Regions from separate parts of the Sus scrofa genome. Here all the other regions are linked to region 1. Evidence: chromatin contacts called from public HiChIP or PLAC-seq data. All regions are on one chromosome and are shown on one strand. Each heading gives the region's core, a stretch centred on a gene start, on an enhancer-like site or on the middle of the called end of the contact. The rest is flanking DNA. Distances are from core to core; before and after follow the strand shown. Region 1 holds the start of CFLAR (CASP8 and FADD like apoptosis regulator). Region 2 holds the start of NIF3L1 (NIF3-like protein 1). Region 3 holds the start of ORC2 (origin recognition complex subunit 2).

Region 1 (4,612 bases), core at 763-3,262:
AAAAAGCTAATAATAATAATAATAATAACAACAACAACAACAATAATAATAACAGTGCAGTCTGGGTACCAGTATTTTGTACTTTCACTGAGCAATTGTTTGGTAAATTTCATTTCTCCAGTTATTCAGAATGGCTGTATTTAAGTGAGGCTTGGCTGAATGAGCGCGGGATTGGTATAGAAGCACCAATACTTGTTAGCAAGGCTACATTAACTAAAATGTCTATTTTTATTAAGAACTCACCCATGTAGACTGGCTGTGGGAAGGCGAGTGTGAAAGATATGCATGAATGGGTTTATTTATTTTAAAATAAATATTTTACCTTTTTAAAATATAAAGTAAAATTTGGGAAGCTCCCATGTGGTGTGGTGGGTTAAGGATCCAGTGTTGCCACAGCTGTGGCACTGGTTCAGTCCCTGGCCCAGGAACTTCCGCATGCCGTGGGTGTGGCCAAGTAGTAGAATAAAAATGAAAATTTAAATAAATGTAATTTTGTTAATTTCAGACACTAAAGTACTCAGTAATATTTTCATTGATGAGGAATTCTGGAACTCTAGGGAAATTGTAGTTCCTCTAAGAATCTGTTTCATTTTTCTTGTTTTTGGCAGCAAGAGCTATTTAACGTCCCATATTTCCCTTTTCGCTTTGACTGCCAGGAAGCTTGAGGCAAATTGAAGGTCTACTAGAATCTGTTTAAGTCTTTCTGGCCTGCATATTTGCATTATTAATCTACCTCATTTTGACTTTCTAACCTAATTTCCCCCCTTGTTCTCATATAAATTTTTTATTCTCCTGATGCGTTTTACTGTAAGATGCCTCATCTTTTGTGAATTGAGACTGTGTACAAAAATAAATAGATTTCAGTGTTCCTTTCACCAAATCTAGCTAGATACATATATAAATATACTTGTACACAAATATGTAGCAGCAGTTAGCAGAAAGTTGCTAACTTACAGCTGGGTTCTGTTTCCAATTATTTTTTTGTTCAGATTAGCTTTTAACCTGAAAGCTTCTGTGGTAGAAACAGACAAGGTACTCTCCCAGAACATAAGAGATTATTTACCATAAAATGTAGCTATGAAACTTTAGACAGGGACCACCATTTACAACCAATTTTGAAAGAAAATAGATTGTGTTCCAATGGAAGAGGTTGAGAAGTTCACCCCATGACATGAATTCCCTACTGCTCCCACCCAGTTCCCAGATCTTTCTCCAGCTCTTCGGCTTCACCTCCTTCCTTCCATTTACACTGTTAGGAACTCTAGTGATAATTGTTGTCCGGCAGTGTAACGTAAGTGGGGGCTTCTGACCCTTCCAAGGGTCAGAAGAGGTGATCCAAACTTAACAAGACCCATTTAGCTGTGGTGGCAGGTCCTAGGAGCATTCATGATGATGCTGTGGAAAGGGCTGGGGACTTTGGGAGGATGGCAGCAGGTGTGAATGTGGGGTTTCAAAGTCGAACAACTGGAAAAATGGGGTGGGGTAGGTACAGAAACCTCTTTTCTCCCACCATTTTTTGAAGCCCTGCTGGGGTCCCTTTGCTAAGATTCGTATTTGTTTAAGCCTACTTGGGGGTCAGGGAAGGGAAGTTATCTGTGATCTCAGCTTCTCTCATCCAGTTAGCTGCTTAGTCATTGGGCTTTTTCTCTGCCCTCCACCAAGGTCATCCATTTGCCACTTAGTCATTAAGTCCCTAGCTGTGATTTCCCCCTTACCATAGTTTGTGTTCAATAAATTCTGTTAAAGTACGTGGGATTTTTGGGGAGGTGATTTGTCGCTAGTTTCATTTCCTTTAAAAATAGTGTTATCTTCTTCGTCCCTTCTGGTTTGGGGGTCAGTTGCTTTGTCTACTGAGAGGATCGCTTTCTATAGATTTAACAGTATGAAATTTAACCTGCTAGATTAGGGAGACCAACAAGAAAAGGAAAGGCCTATACCTGGAATTTTAGTGACTTTGATAGGAGGATTTTTTTTTAAAAAAAAAAATTCCCTTTTAACCACAGAACTCCTCCATTGGAAAGGATTCTGAAAGAAATGAAGAAAACCATCAGAAATGAAGTCAGTACCCTCGTGGGCTTCTGTTGACTGGACTAGATTTCTCTTACTGCCGTTCCTTGGAATGACACTGTACAGAATGTCGGCTGAGGTCATCCATCAGGTGGAAGAAGCACTTGATGAAGATGAGAAGGAGATACTTCTTTTTTTGTGCCGAGACATTGCTGCAGATGTGGTTCCACTTAATGTCAGGGACCTTCTGGATATTTTAAGAGAGAGGGGAAAGCTGTCTCTTGTGAGCCTGGCTGAGCTGCTCTACAGAGTCAGGCGGTTTGACTTGCTCAAGAGGATCTTGAAGATGGACAGACGGACAGTGGAGGCCCAGCTGCTCAGGCACCCTCATCTTATTTCAGACTATAGGTAATTCCTCAGCCCTTCCCGAGACTGGACTGGTGGGAGGGAGGGAGGAGGTCTGGACTTGAGCATCATAGAAATGAGGACAGTGGGGAACAGCAGCCGCATTCCTTTCTCAACCCACTGCTCCTACTGCCGTGTTGCTGCTGCTTCATTCCTCTGAACTCCTTGAACTTTTGGGACGTGTTTGCTTAAAGTACTTGGGTAGAATCAACTGAATGAAAGGAGAAGGGCTGGATGGATGGGTTTGCCCGAAGAGTGGGGTGAGAGAAAGGAATGACTAAGAGCTAGTTCTCTTAAAATGGCTTCTGATTGCGAGATCTGCTGTGTTCTTTGCTAGCTTGATTTTCTGTGATGTCAGCGCCTGGCAATTTCCCCACCGAGAAAGGAAATAACAAGTCTGACAGTAATCTTCCTGACCTTTGTAAAGCTTTGTTAACCCTCCTGAGTCCCCATGGGTCAGTCTTTCCCCTGCTGAGGAAGTTAGTGGGGTTGGCTCACTTTCTGTGCGTTTCTGTAAGGTTCCTGTTCATGCAGGTGCTGGGGACCCCAGATTGAACATACCCTCAATCAGCCACCTCTAGGTTCCCTTCAGTCCAGAGAGGAACGGCTGCTGGAGTCCCCTTGAGCTGTTCCTTCCTTCTGTTCACACAGCAGGCTCTTGGTGGTTCAGAGGAGCACAGAAGCCACTGTGGGAAAGAAAGAGAATTTGTAACCTTAAATTAGTGATTCCTTTCTCACCAGCCTTTAGTTATATCAATCATGTGTATGTTGAATTACCGCTGTGGTGAAACAGGATCGGTGACAACTCTGCAGTGCCAGGATGCAGGTTCGATCCCCAGCCCGGCACAGTATGTTAAGGGGTCCAGCATTGCCACAGCTGTGGCTCAAATCTGATCCCTGACCCTGGAACTCTGTATGCTGCGGGGTGGCCAAAAAATTAAAAAAATTTTTTTTAAAAATATGTATTTGGAGATGACATGCATGATTAAAAACTATATGAAAGCGAGTTGAAAGCACTGTGGGCCTTGGGACGTGTCTGAGGCTTGAGGTCCAAAGGCCTGTTTGAAGCCTCAGAACCATCTGTTACAAGGCATTGAGGCTGAGCCAGCCACTGCCATCGGTTGGGCCTTCATTTTCCTACTCCTAAAGCAAAGAATAATAATAGCTGATTTCACAAGTATGGCTGTGAGGCTCAACTGTGATAATTTAGCATGTGAAGTACTTTTTAAAAGCAGGAAGCATGCTACAGATGCAAGGGTTTATTGTTGTTGTTGCTGTTTCTCTTGATCCACTTCCACTTCTCCTGGCATCATATGATGTCAGTAATCTGCTGAAAAATTTTTGGAAGCTGCTGACTGGGTTTTTGTGAATAAACTCTTTTCTGTTTCTTGCTCTGGTGAATGGAGGCGGTTCCTCAGGGCTTTTGAGCAGAGTGGCGGGGCGGGGGGTGCTAGATTCACCTATTCATCTGATGAGTGGGCTGTTTTGTGGGTTGACATAGGCCACAGGTAAGAGTAAAATGAACAAAGAATCTTCATCCTCAAGAATCTGAGAGTCTGGGGAGTTCCCATCGTGGCACAGTGGAAACAAATCTGACTAGGAACCATGCAGTTGCAGGTTCGATCCCTGGCCTTGCTCAGTGGGTTAAGGATCTGGCGTTGCCATGAGCTGTAGTGTGGGTTGCAGATGCAGCTCGGATCTGGTGTTGCTCTGGCTGTGGCATAGGCCAGTAGCTGTAGCTCTGATTGGACTCCTAGCCTGGAAACCTCCACATGCCATGAGTGCAGCCCTTAAAAAAAAAAGACAAATAAATGAATAAATAAATAAAATGAGACTCTCTTAAAAAAAAAAAAAAGAATCTGAGAGTTTGGACAGACATAGAAAACAGACTTGATGTTGCTCAGGGGGCGGGGGAAAGGGAGTGGGATGGATGGGGAGTTTGGGGTGGATAGATGCAAACTATCACATTTAGGATGCATAAACAATGAAGTGCTGCTCTATAGCCCAGGGAACTAGATCCAATCTTTTGGGATAGACCATGATGGAGAATAATATGAGAAAAAGAATATATGTATGTATAACTGGGTCACCATGCTGTATAGCAGACATCAACTCAATGCTGTAAATCAATGATGCCCTAATAAAAAAATAAATGTAATGTAAAAAAAGAATCTGAGAGTTGAATTGGGAGAATGGGCTT
Region 2 (4,612 bases), core at 580-3,079, 220 kb before region 1:
CTTGCTCAGTGGATTAAGGATCTGCCAGAGTCGCTGTGAGCCATGGTGTAGGTCAAAGATGTGGCTCAGATCTCACATTGCTGTGGCTGTGGCATTGGCCAGTGGCTACAGCTCTGATTTGACCACTAGCTCGGGAACCTCCATATGCTGTGGGTGCAGCCCTAAAAAGACAAAAAAAAAAAAAAAAAAAAAGAGAGAGAGAGAGTAAAAGGATCCAATTAAAATGATCACAACTAGCTATGCTCTTCTGCTCCTGCAATACCCGCTTTCCATCTCAAATTCATTTTGTAATCAATCTTTCTCCATAAAAGGTAAATTCTGTGTGTTTTAAATGAAAAAGTAAGGATTTAAAATTTTTTTTAAAATTTTTTTTAGGGCTGTGCTGAAGGCATATGGAGGTTCCCAGACTAGGGGTTGAATTGGAGCTACAGCTGCTGGCCTACACCAAAGCCATGGCAACCTGGGATCCAAGCCAAATCTGCAACCTACACCACAGCTGACGGCAACACGGGATCCTTAACCCACTGAGCAAGGCCAGGGATCGAACCTGAATCCTCATGGAGGCTAGTCAGATTTGTTACCACTGAGCCACAATGGGAACTCCGAAAAACATAAGAATTTTAAAGTGATTTTGTTTCGGTTTTGTTTAGAATCATTTTATACTCTACACTTCTACAGCTTATCATTTGTCTTGTCATTGAAATCTCCATGCAGTTTTATTTCCCTTGACTAGATTTCTAAAAATTATATATACAAAGACATTCATAAGAATTCTATAAAACTTACCATTTTTCTTCTTGATGGTTTCAGGATGTACTGTTACTTTCTTACAGTTTATTGACAGAAGTTCAAAAACGAGCCTCTATTTCCAAAAGAAAAAGAATTAATTCATTTCCCTCTTTTAACTCAAACATGCTCATGTTTCCTGCATATTTAAAAGAAAAATTCTCGAGGAGAACAGATCCCTCCCAAGTAATCCGGTTGTGGAAGCGATCAAGCAATCCTACTCATCTCCAGCCCCTAAACTCCTACTTCCCCTGCTTACTCTTCAAGAAGAGTCTGATACATTTCTGCCTTAAGCCTAGCATTGGGTTTTCCCTTCGCCTGGAACACTTACACTCAGTACGGCTATTTCCCTCACCTCCAAGTCGCTGCTCAAAAGTTAAGTCTCATTGACCTGATAAATCTATTTAATACTGTCTTAAAGATTTCCTTTCCCTAAAGCACTTAGCACTAATATATTATATGCTTTAATTGCTTAATTCAACAACACCCTCCCCTCCAGAATACTCACTCCAAGCAGCTTAAAAACTAAAGCATAGAGCGCTCTTCCAGTGTTCAAGTGAATGAAAGAGTAAGTGACGCTACCCCATACTTACTTAACCACTTCACTGAATACAGATATTTTTTTAGTCAAGAAATAGATTAAGATAGGAAGCTTGTGAGAAATTCAAGTGGTCAGGCAAGGAGGCTCTGCCCACAGCTGTTGTTAAAACAGCAAAGATTCAATAACAGGTGCTCCGGAGAGTCTGTAAATTCCAAGAAAGTTTCTTCAGGCCGCCACCCGGAAGTCGAGCAGGAGACCCACTTAGGAGAACGCCCCTCCTCTGCTCACCTCCTTCCTCCTCCTCCCTATCCCAAACCCAACCGACCAGAACGAGGGAGAGGATGTAATTTATCCCCATCAGGAACTCCTTTGACCTTAGAGAACTTCTTAAATAATCACACTAGGACAAAAGGCGTAATGTTGGGCAATCCCTACAGGCGCCCCTGAACTCAGATGCAAAATAGGAAAGACCTCTTCCGCCCAGCTCCCCCGCCCCGCCCACTTTTACGCCTCCAGGAAGTTCTGCGCAGGACCGGAAGTAGCGCTCTTGGCAACCTGGGACTGGTGATTCTCCGGTGGGTTAGATTCCTGCGTGCGGCAATGAGGCCCTGTCGGCGCGCTGTGGCCCTTGCAGGCTGAGGTTTTGGGGGTGCTGCCGCGAAAGGAGGCGGGGGAGGAGATAGGCGCAGAAAACCGGTTTGCTGCACCAGAGCCTAGGGTTCTAGAGCGGCCAGGGTCCTGACTCGCGGCTTGCCCACTGTGCTCCCCGCACTTTTAATTGTTCTGGAAAAGGCTTGAAGTGGGGCTGAAATAAGAGGGCGAGGTTCACAGGCTGTAAAGTGGGTCCTGCTAATAATACTTATTAACAAGCAGTGCTGACTTTAGGCCAAGCATTTTCTCCAACTTTACGGTGAAATCTTGCGACGATACCGTGAGCTGAACGCTATTCTATTCTTCAGAGATGGGAACCGCAGAGATAGAGTAATCTGTTTAGACAGCTGCGGCTCGGGGAGTCAGTCTGGTTTTAGGGTCAGGTGCCCTTCACACTGTGCCCTGCTGCCTCCTATTCTTGTTAATGAGCTACGCAGCTTGTAGATTCATAGGAAATGGTGGTTTTGTTATTTCCAAGGGCTGCTTCAGATCTAACAATAGATAACTCAAAACCAGTGTGGTGGCCCACTAGAGCTTCACTTTAGCGCTTGCCAGATTTAGAAGTCTGGGGAGTTGGAGTAGTGTCAGGGAATCTGGAGAGTGGAAGTGGTATAAGGACCCTTAGAAGATCTTCAAAGACCCCAGGCTCCAGTGGTTTGTGGAGGCTCCACATGACTCCAAACCATATACTGAATATGGTTTGGGGCCCATTTGCTGCCCATTCATAGAGTGATCCACGTACGCATCCCATGATTCTGGCTGCTGACAAAACACTTCATTTTTAAAATATGTTGTTGTTACTTTTTTCCCATAAAGCACCTTTTAATGTTTGTCTCTACCACCATAACTTAATTCTGCTGTGATAAGGGAATGGAGACTGTGCCGGTCTGTGCAGTAAGCATTTAGCACTGGCCTGTATTGGTGATACTGAGATACAGAAGAGATAGTTCCTGTTCTCTGGTAGCTTGCCAGTACTGTGGGAGACAGAAAACAGGAATGTAACATAAGAAAAACTAGGGCAGAAGCAGGTGGGATGGGGGAGGGGGACACAGAAAAGGAAGGTTTGTTAAGAAAAGCTTTATTTAGGAAGTCAAAGGGGACTTGGAAAGAAGGGTAATAGAGAAATGGAGAAGGCTGGTTCAAGCAAGGATGGGGTGAGCAAGAACAAGGATGTGGGGTGGGGGCAGGAAGGAGATGAACATAATTGTGTGTTATCTACCAGGCTTGTTCCTGGTGACTTAAACATAGTAATCCATTTGCTTCTCCAGATGGCCCGTGAGGTAAGTTATAGTCCCTCCATTTTGTAGATTCGAAGACAAGCTCAGAGGAGTTAAATGACTTAGCTATGATACGACGTGCTGGTAAGTAGCAAAGCCAGTACTTGAACCTCGGTTGAAGGATGGCAGCTCTTCTGCTCATATGCTTTGCTGTCTCAAAGGTCAGAGTCTGAAGTGCACGTGTATTTCATTTTCAGTGTTTTGACATCAGATACTCGGTTTCACCTGACTTCTCTATGTTGTTATCCCGTGTACGCCTGGCCTCCACGACAGTCCGATTTGTTCATTCCCTGATCTGCAGTTCTTCCCGTTCCTTCATGGATTTGAAGGCCCTCCTTTCTTCCTTGAATGACTTTGCATCCCTCTCATTTGCTGAAAGTTGGGACAATGTTGGATTACTGGTGGAACCAAGCCCACCACACACGGTGAGCACCCTCTTCCTCACCAATGACTTGACAGAGGAAGTGATGGAGGAGGCACTGCAGAAGAAGGCCGATCTCATTCTCTCCTACCATCCGCCCATTTTCCGACCCATGAAGCGAATCACCTGGAAAAGCTGGAAGGAACGCCTGGTGATCCGGGCACTCGAGAACCGAGTTGGGATCTACTCTCCTCACACAGCCTATGATGCTGCCCCCCAGGGAGTCAACCACTGGTTGGCTAAAGGGCTTGGTGAGAAGCCTATTGGTCTTTCATGCTTAGTATTTTCCCTACCAATGATGTGAAATTTTAGAATGTCTTTCCTGTAGTGTGTTAACCACTATAAGGGGGAGGACCATTATTCTGTTTTTATGTATTTTAAAATAATCTTGCTGAAACTTGACAGTTAAATTGCACTGAAAAATGAAAATTTGGGGAGTTCTCTTGTGCTGTAATGGATTAAGGATCCCCGGCATTGTCACTGCAGCAGTCCAGGTTGCAGCTGTGGCTGGGAATTTCCAAGGGCTGTGGGTGCAGCCAAAAAAAAGTGTTTTGTTTTGTTTTCTTTTCTTTTTCTCTTTTTATCCTTAATGAATAAGGAGTTCATCAGAAGTCTTTATTTATTTATTTATTTATTTGTCTTTTTGCTATTTCTTTGGGGCTGCTCCCACGGCATATGGAGGTTCCCAGGCTAGGGGGGGTCGAATCGGAACTGTAGCCACCGGCCTACGCCAGAGCCACAGCAACGCGGGATCCGAGCCGCATCTGCAACCTACACCACAGCTCACGGCAACCCCGGATCGTTAACCCACTGAGCAAGGGCAGGGACCAAACCCGCAACCTCATGGTTCCTAGTTGGATTCGTTAACCACTGCGCCACGACGGGAACTCCAGAAGTCTTTATTTTTGACTAAATTTTGTGATTCCTTACTCATGG
Region 3 (4,612 bases), core at 1,273-3,772, 140 kb before region 1:
TTATAAATATTTAGTGACCATTTACTCTTCAAGACACTGTTTTGGGTGCTTACTTTTAAGTGGACTCTTTTCAGGGCATTAACAAGGTGATACAGTAGCACCAAAGGAGAGTTAACACCACAAATCCTCCCTTTAGAGCAAATAAAGGATTTGCTAAAATCTTTAAAAAGATAAACCTTTTAAAAAAAGGTGGTAGTTTAGTGATTATGCATCAATTTTATTTTTTTATTTTTTTGCTTTTTATGGCTGCACCCATGGAATATGGAGGTTCCCAGCCTAGGGGTCGAATCAGAGCTACAGCTGCTGGCCTATGCCACAGCCACAGCAATGCCAGATCCTTAACTCACTGAGCGAGGCCAGGGATCGAACCCCCAACCTCATGGTTCCTAGTCAGATTCGTTTCCGCTGCGCCATGACAGGAACTCCAATGCATCATTTAATGTCAGATAAACCTGAGTTCCTATCTTAAATGAGATGGTGTGCGTGGCTCATGAAAACACTAACTAGGTTCTCAATCATGGGTATTTTAACTTTAAACTTCCACATCATGGTGCAGATCTCTTGTACACCTCTATATCTTACCTAACATCTGAGGAATAAAATTGATACTTCATAGCAAGACAAGAAAAATTTAAACATAATTTTTTTTTTTTTTACCTATGTGGGCCTCCTCCTTCCTCTTTAGTGTGTATTGTGCATCTGTATTAACCAGACCTCCTTAGGAGATAACCGTCCTTCCTAATCTTGTAAAGGGCCACAATGATCCATGACTCACTACTTGCTTCATAGGTGTAGATCTGGATTGTGTGACCTGTCAACCTCATTCAATGTACAGCTCAGTCTCAAAAACATGCAACTGTGCTTTGACCTCTAACAGGCAAAACAGTTCTTGGAGTTTTCTGGAAGGCTGTTCCCAGGTTATAATCCTGTTTGGCTTAAATTAAAATTTCCATTTCTTGGAGTTCCCTTCGTGGTGCAGCAGAAACGAATCCCACTAGGAACTATGAGGTTGTGGGTTCAATCCCTGGCCTCACTCAGTGGGTTAAGGACCCAGCACTGCCGTGAGCTGTGGTGTAGGTTGAAGACACAGCTCCGATCTGGCATTCCTGTGGCTGTGGTGTAAGCCAGCAGCTGTAGCTCCAATTCAACCCCTAGCCTGGGAACTTCCATATGCCGTGGGTGTGGCCCTAAAAAAGACAAAAGACAAAAATAAAATAAAATAAAATTTCCATTTCTTTCTTAGATCACTACTGGTTCATTTTCATGGGTACATCTAACAGAAAAAGTGCTCAATAAATGTTGAATAACGTCCATTTAAGGAGCAGTGTCGGGAGTTCTCTTCCTGGCTCAGCAGCTAACCAATCCCACTAGGATACATGAGGATGGATGCGAGTTCCATCCCTGGCCTTGCTCAGTGGGTTAAGGATCCAGAGTTGCCCTGAGCTGTGGTGTAGGTCACAGATGCAGATCAGATCCAGCATTGCTGTGGCATAGGATGGCAGCAGTAGCTCTGATTGGACTCCTAGCCTGGGAACCTCCACATGCTGGGGTGTGCCCCCCCCCCCAAAAAAAGGCAGTGTCTTTAGGCAAAGGTGTGGCACCTTTTGCCTAATGAAAACAGTACCTATTTTTCTTCAGACTGCAATAAACTAGGGGAAGATGTAGCCGTACTTCTAGGATTTCAGCTGTACAGCGAAAAGCAATGCATCGATATCTTTTTAACTTAAAAAGCTCTACTAAAGGTTTAACATTTTACACCTAAGCACTGTCCCAGGGTGGCTGTGTTCAGTTAGGAGGATTCTCTTGGTGCTTCCAGGCTGGGATGATATCAAAGAGCTCAGGACAAGATCTCTTCCTCCTCAGCCCGTATTGTAGTTGTTCCTCTCCCAAGACACCTTACTACTTTCGTTATGAATTTTCCCAGTTCTCTCTCTACAAGCACAAGGCTCCTCCCACCGGGAAACAGGTATGATGGTAACAGACATCCCTTGCACAGAAGACCCATCACCGCTGGACAGAAGGAGATGTCTTTAAAGAGGGGGCCTCCCACCCCAAGTATTTGCTGACTTTAGTCTGGGCCTCTCGCAACTGATCAGTTGGCAGCGCTCCGCCAGCCGGGGGTCCTCAGGCGGGCGGGACTGGTGGCAGTCTGGAGAGGGCAGAGAGGGAGGCGCAGCGACCCTGCCCTCTGCAAAGGCGAAGGCCGGGGACTAGGTGCACCTGTACTCACCTCGCCAGCCCCTTGCTAAGGAGAGGAGGCAGGCTGCCCAGCCACCCCTCTACGCACCGCTAGGTCTTCACCAGGCGCGGCTGCGGCCGCCTCGCGCCTGCCGGACGCTACCCAGCTGAACGGTCGCTGTTGGGAAGGCGGCTTCAGTCGCAGCAGGAAAGGCCAAATTCTTGAAGGCAGCTTGAGTGTAGGGTCGCAGAGCTGATCAGAGGAGCTCCCGAGGCCCGCGTGGGGGGGGTAATGGGAAGCCTCCCTACTGCACACCGAATCTCCCGCCCTGCTTAGGAGGCGGAGCCCCGGGGAGCCAATAGGAAGTGAAGTCGGCCGAGAGCGACGGCTCTGCCAGCCCGTCGGCGCCGGCCTCATGGCCCTGCCCACAAGAAACCCAAGGAAACCGAATCCCCAGCTCTGGGTTCTGGGCCTTGTCTTTCCTCTTTCCGTTTCCGGGGAAGGGAGAAGGCAGTGTTGATTAGGTCTGAGGAAGTTGAAGGAAGTGGAGCGGGCTGAGCGATCGGTCTGTCTTGTAGCAATCTTTTTTTTCTTCTTTTTAGGGCCACACCAGTGGCACATAGAAATTACCAGGCTAGGGTTCAAATTAGAGCTGCAGCTGCCAGTTTACACCACAGCCACAACAACGCGGTAGCCGAATAGAGTCTGCGAGCTACGCCACAACTCATGGCAACACCAGGGGGATCCTTAACCCACTGAGCGGGGCCAGGGATAGAGCCGCATCCCCATGGATGCTAGCTGGATTAATAACCACTGAGCCGGAGATCCCAATGTGGCGCAGAGGAAACGAATCCGACTAGGAACCATAACCACTGAGCCACAACGGGAACTCCTGAGTGGTGGGTTTTGACTTTGTTTTTATGGTATATGTGTGGAAAATAGAGGTAAGAAGCTGAGTTTCCCTTCTAGGTTGATACTAAGGTAGATAAAAACAAAGAGCCATACCATTTAGAATGGAGATCCAGAATTCAGGGGTGGCAGGAAGTTGAAGATAGAGGTGATCATAAAACGGCAACTCTCCCAGGTATTCACAGACATTTTGGGTAGAAAATTAGATTTTTCCATGGAGAAAGAGAGGACTAAGTTAATTTTGTGTGAGATGCCAGCAGCTAATTGGGTTATAGTTTGAAATAGTTGAGTTTGAGTCTTTAATAAAATTGGATTAAACATGGTGAAATAAACACTGTCTTGAAATGCCATTAAAATAACAGAGTTAAAAAGTATTTTTAAGTATATGCACAAAAGAACAGGAAAGGAAGTGAGCCAAGTTGACACAACTTTGGAAGATGTGGTGTGATCAAGCACAGCAGAGTAAGCTGCAACCCAGGCCAGCAATGAAATGCCAAAAAGAAGTCTATTTCTTTCTCAGATTTCCAGTTAGTCTCAAGGATTAATCTACAGGAGCATCTGAAGACAGAAGAGCAGAATGGGACTGAGACCTGGAGGATTGGTCAAAGTCTGAAACAAGGAACAATTAGATCTCTTGCACTTAACAGAAGAGCAGGAGTTTACAAGGTGAACCAGAGGATCTAGACTCAACAGAATAAAAATGAGAAGTCATACTGAAATTGATTGGTGGAACTGGATAAAATGTGTAGAAGACAAAGAATCCTCTCTTGTTTGGCTCTCAGAACACTGGCAAGTAGTCATATATCCCCTGGTCTTTTTTATTTTATTTTATTTTATTATTTTATTTATTTATGTATTTGTCTTTTTGCCTATTCTAGGGCCGTTCCCTTGACATATGGAGGTTCCCAGGGTAGAGGTCTAACCGGAGCTGTAGCCACCAGCCTAGCCAGAGCCATAGCCACGCGGGATATCCCCTGGTCTTTAAATTTAAACACTTCTTCAGACAGACTTATCAGAAGATGAGGAGGGCCAATTGAAAAAAAACAGTTCATCTGTTGATCCACATTGAAACCTACTAGCTGATAAGCCTTGCCCCTGCAGGCATAGTTTCCCATCATTTTTGGCTTCTCCAAACTTGAATACAGCCTCAATTCTGAAAGAGAAGAAACAGACCAGGAGCAAACAGACTATGTGGAATCCAGAAGAAAATTTATTCTGAATTGTAATTAAAAATACCTCTGAGGATAAAACCCACCATATACTCCGGGCAGAGCTTCCATGCCTGTCCACTTGCATCTCTCACAAGCGTCCTATCCTAATAAATCTATTTCTTGTCAAAAAAAAAAATCTTCTGAGATAAAGATTTTATATCTATAAAAGAAAATATAAAAAGGAATGTGGGTCATCAAATTTAGATTCTTAAAGAAAAAAATGTTTTAGTTAATTTTTACACAGCAGACGGCAGCATCAAAGTATCAGCCGCATACTCTTCTTCACCAATGATCTCGTTTGTCAGCACAACAA

The links. HiChIP or PLAC-seq counts read pairs in DNA pulled down with a chosen protein or histone mark.
Region 2: a contact with region 1 is called in an H3K27ac HiChIP or PLAC-seq map of alveolar macrophages. The contact joins the promoter of NIF3L1 here to the promoter of CFLAR in region 1.
Region 3: a contact with region 1 is called in an H3K27ac HiChIP or PLAC-seq map of alveolar macrophages. The contact joins the promoter of ORC2 here to the promoter of CFLAR in region 1. A contact is called at or near these places in 1 of 47 Hi-C or Micro-C datasets (embryonic fibroblasts) and 1 of 2 datasets of contacts at active chromatin or transcription factors (alveolar macrophages).

Annotation. Positions count from the first base shown.
Region 1 is chr15:104,797,799-104,802,410 of Sscrofa11.1, forward strand. It overlaps CFLAR (CASP8 and FADD like apoptosis regulator), which reads left to right and starts at 2,013. Exons shown (of 9, transcript NM_001001628.1): 1 at 2,013-2,415. The coding sequence starts at 2,120.
Region 2 is chr15:104,581,907-104,586,518 of Sscrofa11.1, forward strand. NIF3L1 (NIF3-like protein 1) reads left to right here and starts at 1,830. Exons shown (of 7, transcript XM_003133583.6): 1 at 1,830-1,902; 2 at 3,453-3,927. The coding sequence starts at 3,492. PPIL3 (peptidyl-prolyl cis-trans isomerase-like 3) reads right to left here and starts at 1,846. Exons shown (of 6, transcript XM_013984381.2): 1 at 787-1,846. The coding sequence starts at 789.
Region 3 is chr15:104,654,036-104,658,647 of Sscrofa11.1, forward strand. It overlaps ORC2 (origin recognition complex subunit 2), which reads right to left and starts at 2,523. Exons shown (of 18, transcript XM_021074955.1): 1 at 2,231-2,523.